Regions from separate parts of the Hordeum vulgare genome. Here region 1 is linked to region 2. The links are chromatin contacts, called in public Hi-C maps. All regions are on one chromosome and are shown on one strand. Each heading gives the region's core, a stretch centred on a gene start, on an enhancer-like site or on the middle of the called end of the contact. The rest is flanking DNA. Distances are from core to core; before and after follow the strand shown. Region 1 has its middle 48 kb from the start of LOC123439623. Region 2 has its middle 110 kb from the start of LOC123443138.

Evidence for each region. A called contact is a pair of places that touch in the nucleus more often than the background predicts.
Region 1: a contact with region 2 is called in a Hi-C map of leaf, with 2.8 times the contacts expected there. The contact joins two enhancer-like sites. A contact is called at or near these places in 4 of 6 Hi-C or Micro-C datasets (leaf and seedling).

What each region holds. Positions count from the first base shown.
Region 1 is chr3H:105,163,089-105,165,788 of MorexV3_pseudomolecules_assembly, forward strand. No RefSeq gene overlaps it. Among protein-coding and RNA genes, the nearest start is that of LOC123439623, 48 kb to the right of the region's middle. Within about 2 kb of position 1,278, at least 2 of the 3 cell types and tissues checked have open chromatin away from gene starts, as enhancers often do. A contact at or near this core is called in leaf, where this site is marked.
Region 2 is chr3H:104,648,958-104,651,657 of MorexV3_pseudomolecules_assembly, forward strand. No RefSeq gene overlaps it. Among protein-coding and RNA genes, the nearest start is that of LOC123443138, 110 kb to the left of the region's middle. Within about 2 kb of position 1,329, at least 2 of the 3 cell types and tissues checked have open chromatin away from gene starts, as enhancers often do. A contact at or near this core is called in leaf, where this site is marked.

The DNA of each region.
Region 1 (2,700 bases), core at 28-2,527, 510 kb after region 2:
CCCTATCATCGTCCATTGGCTTTGCCTGCAAGGACATCCCATCGATCCGCACCCTAGCGAACGACATCACACGACGAATCGACATGCTCGTCGAGGTCAACGTCGTGCGTTGGAGTGCTTCGCTCGACCTTTCTGTCATGTACGCTCCCGTCTCTTTCGTCCACGGGAACTTCCCCGCCGCTGCCTGGGATGGTTAGGGTTAAGGAGAAAGGAGCACGACCCCATTGTTCGCAGCAGATTTTTTCCAGCGCTATTTTGTCTCGACGGCTTCACTAGATGGGCTGCGTGGCCTAATTAACCACAATGGTCCGAAAAAGCTACGGGAATAGCTGCCCTTCGGGCAGCAAGCCCAGGTCGTGGTCACGTTCAGAGCAAAGAGAGATTCAGGTGCATCCAACGGCCAAAAACAGTGGAATCTTGAAAACGAACGGTTCAGACATTTAATGGCCTGAGAGGGCACGGAATAGGTGCAGTTTTACTGTCCTTAATGTCGAGGGTTCGCAAGCTCCCAAGCTGCGTTTGGTAATGGACCGGCCCAGGAACTTCCTCGAAGATTCCCTGAACCGGTTTTTTTTTGTTTTCTTTTTTCTTTTTTTTCTTTTTTCTCTGTTTTTGTTTTAAAAATGTTCTGGATTTTTAACAAATGTTCTGAAATTTGAAAGAATGTTTCAGAATTTCAAAAAATGTATCGTAATTTGAAAATTGTTCCAAAATTCGAAAAATGATTCAGAATTTTAAAAAAATATCAGGTATTTAAAAAAATGTTTTATAATTTGAAAAAATGTTTCGGATTCGAAAAAATGTTCCGAAACTTAAAAAATGTTCTGAAATTTTAAAAAACCTTTTGTTATTTTTATTAAAATGTTTACAATTTTTCAAAAGAAATGTTTTGAAATTTGAAAAAAGGTTCGAAAATTTGAACAATGTTCCAGAATTTAAAAAAATGTTCCAGAATTTGAAAAATGTCTTAAAATTTGAAAAATGTTTCGGAATTTGAAATAATGTTCCAGATTTGTTTTTCAGGAATTTTAAAATATGTTCCAGAATTCGAAAAAATGTTTTGTATTTGAAAAAATATTCCGTCATTTAAAAAAATGTTCCAAATTTTGAAAAAATGTGCTAAAATTTAGAACAAATATTCTGATAATTTTACTGAAATGTTTCAGATTTTTCAACTGCTGGTCGCTAACTTTTTTTTATGGTCTCTACATTCGCTACTGGTGGCTAACTTGGGTCGGCCTAGTCGGGGCGACCCCTGTGCGTCCGCTCGGCAGTTCCCGCAACAAGCGGCGGATAGGAGGTCACAAATAGGAGCGCATACCCAGGATCCTTTTTCCGTAAGCTTGGGCTGGCCCACCTATACCTTTCCGGTTTAGTGAAGATTCTAAAACCTTTTCAGATCATTTTACTAAAAACAATGTTTTGTACCTTTTTTCTGATTATCCATTTGTCTTTATTTTCTTTCCCTTTTAGAAATTCTATGTTCCTTTGGCCTCTATTAATGCAACATAGGTCTTGTTGCAAAATTATTTCTGTAATATAGGTTTTGTTGTAGAAGTTTTTTGCAGCAACTGCTTTGTTGCGAAAACAAAACTTGCAATTGAGGTTTTGATGCGATTTTTTTGTAACTCAGGTCTTTTACCGAATTGTATTTGTTATAGATATTTTGTTGCAAAATATAGTATTATTGTAGACCACCGTAACATGGTATATGCTTCTGAAACAAATCCTATGTTGCACAAACGTGTTCGAAAGACGCCCGTCATGTAAAGAAGGTGGCGGCCGCGGCCGTTATAATCCGTCGGTAAGTTTTTACCTTTCTAAACTTAGATTTTCTTTTAAATTTGCAAAAAAATTACAACAGACCACAATTTTCAAAGTGCGAACAAATTTCATAATTCCGAACATTTTTTGGATCTCATGAATTTTTTTCAAACGTAGGACTGTTTTTTTAAATTCATTGACTTTGTTTTGTTTTGACAACTAATTTTTTTAATCTATGAACATTTGTTTAGTCAGTGAACATTTTTGAAGTGATGAATAATTTTGAATTTCATTTTTTAGTTTTGCTTTTCTGAAGATTTTAAGAATCTCCCTTGTTTATTCTTTGAATTCTCAAACATCTGTTTTCAAATTGATGAACTTCTCTGAATATGAGAACATGTTTTTAAATATCCTGAATTTTTTTTTGTGTGAACATTTTAAAAAACATAAAGATTTTTTTAATATATGAACATTTTTATGAAATGGAGACATATTTTGAATCCATGAATATTTAGTGGTCTTCGTGAACATTTTTCGATTCTTTTGTAATAAATCTCACATTTTTTTGGAAATCCTGAATTAGTTGAAACAAGAAATGCGCAGAAAAGAAAAAACAAAAGCAAGAAAAACGACATTATAAAAATAGGGGGCTTCCCGCTCCATACATGGGCCGACCCAAAAGGGCCTGTGTTAGGAGCGCTGGTTGGGATTTGGATGGTTTCCGAGCATGCAAAATTGGAGCTCCCTCGGGATATTCCCTTAGGCGAAAACCCTAGGGTTTCGATATCTTCAGGCGATTGCCGCCAGAATCTTTACATCCTCGTGTGTGCTTCTGCCGTGAGGAGTCATGGTGATCCTACCTGGCCATAGACGAGGGTTTACCAGAGTGGTGTTTGGCGGCGAGATTGCATTTGTTTGACGATGGCTCAGGGTTGT
Region 2 (2,700 bases), core at 79-2,578:
TCTCACCGCGTTTTTCTATTTGGCGTTGCACGCGCCGGTTAGAGTGCATTTTCTTTATCCGGCGCGTGCAGCGTTCGGTCATGGGCTAGCCCATCAGGGGGAGGGGGGTTCAAGTTTTGTGAAGGTTCCAGAAGCTTTTTAGATGTGATTTTTCATTTAGTTTTTTCAAGGACTGGTTTTCTTCGGTTTATCTTTTTCCCTTCGGTTTTTTCATTTGTTCCCTTTTCATTTTTTTTCTTTCTATTTTTTCTGTTTTCTTTTTTTCCTCCTTCTTTCTCATTCGATGATTTTGTTTTAAATTCATGAATTTTTTTTCTTCAAAATCGATGATTTTTTTCAAATTTTTTGTACGTTTTTTCAAATTCGATGAACATTTTTAAACATTTGATGTAGTTTTTTCAAACTTGATAAACTATTTTCAAATTGGGTGATTTTTTTTCCAATTTTTTTTATTTTTCAATTTCGTTGAATAGTTTTCACGTTAGATGATTTTTTTTAAAAATTTGATCAACGTTTTTTCAAATTTGATGAACTATTTTCAGATTCGATGATTTCTTTAAAAAAATTATGAACTTTTTTCTAATTTGATGAACTCTTTTTATCATTTGGTGAAATTTTTTCAAATCCAGTTAACTTTTTTTCAAGTTCAATGAACTTTTTTCAAATCTGATGATTTTTTTTAAAATTCAATGAATTATTTTCAGATTCGATGATTTAAAAAAATGATGAACTATTTTCCGATTTGATGATTTTTTTTTAAATGATGAACTATTTTCTAGTTTGATGATATTTTTTTTATAATTTGGTGAAATGTTTTCAAATTCAGTGAACTTTTTTCAAGTTTGATGATTGCTTATCAAATTCGATGAACTTTTTGCAAGTTTGGTGAAGCATTTTTTCAAATCGATGAACTTTTTCCAAATGTGATGAACGTTTTTAAAAATTGATGAACTTATTTTTAACTTCGATGAACTTTTCTCAAATTGTATGAACTTATTTATATCTTCGATGAACTTTTCTCAAATTCATGAACTTGTTAAACTTCATGTTTTTTTGAATACATGAACTTCTTTTAATTTCGTGAACCTTTTTTTAATACTTGATTTTTTTGTACATGCTTGTAACTTTTTTAAAATCTAAGAATTTTCAACTCTTGTTCACATTTTTCCAAAAACAGTCACGTTTTCCAGGAAAATGGCTATTTGTTGGTTATTTTTTTTGCTACAGAATAGAATTCGCGTCTGTGTCACTTTCGTGAGCCGGCCCACAATGGACTGCTGTAAGTGCCAGTTCCCATTCGCGGCGCTGAAGGTGCTGCATAGGAACACCCTGTGTCACCAGGATTAGTCTTGGGGCCGCCCTTGTTTCTCGCTTAGAGCAAAACATAGGGAAGCCTTGACTGAAGACGAGCGCAAGATGCGCTAACAGAGGTACACGCGAGGCCGTAGGTCACCTCATTTTTATTCACGATTTTTGTTTTCTCTTTTTTCTTTATTTTTGTAACTTTTGGTTTTACTCCCTCCGTCCTAAAAAAAGTGTCGCTGTTTTAGTATAAAATTTGTACTAACTTAGTATTAAATTTGCGCCACTTATTGTGGGACAGAGGGAGTATATGTGAAGAGAAAATGTTTTCCATATATTCAAAATATGTATAAAGGAATATAAAATATGTATGAAAAAATCGATCATCTTGTAAAAAAATTATAATCATGCATTTGAAAAAATGTTGGAACGTATACGTCAAAAATGTCAAAGACGCATTTCAAAAATATTAAATAGCTACAAAATAAATGTTTACCATGTGTTAAAAGATGGTTCATGAAAATTTGAAAAATGTTCAATGTGTATAGAAAAAACGATGACTAGGTATTATGAAAATGTTAATCTTGTATTTCAAAACAATTAAACTTGTATTAAAAATGTATTATATATATACCAAAATTATACAATATGTATGGGAAAAGGTAAACATTAAAAATGAAAGTTATCATAAAATGATAGTCATGCATTTCAAAATGTTGAATCTGTTCTAAAAACTTATCAATTGTTGAACAGGGTATTATAAAATGTAAATATTGTATTTAAAAAATATAAGATTGTATTGAAAATGTACTGGATATATACCAAAATTATACAATATTTATGGGAAAAGACGAACATTAAAAATGTAAGTTATCATAAAATGATAATCATGCATTTCAAAATGTTAACATGTACCAAAAAATTATCATATGTTGAACAAAAAGAAATTGATAAAAATCGACCAAACAAGAAAACGAGAAGCCCAATAAAATACATAGAAAATGAAAAACCAAAAAATCATATTAGAAAATAATCATTTTGTATTTCAAAAATTGTTAATTGCATACTAAATATATATTTCCTTAAGAAATTTGGGTCATCAAGTATTTTGAAATGTGTTGACAGTGTAATACTAAAATGCCTGTGATATAGTCGCTCATTTTTTATCAAAACAAATGTATTAAATTTGTAGATCTTGTATTTAAGAAACATGTGATTAAAAAAATAAACATCTTGTTTAAATTGACATTTAACTGTCGTTGAGTAGAAACATATGGAACATGGATTTGGGAAATGTTTGATAGCCAAACTCTTATCTTAGGAGGGGGGGGGGGGTGGTTCTCAGCAATTCATTATTTCGTATATGGTTTGTATATGTTGTCATTCTTCCATTTACTG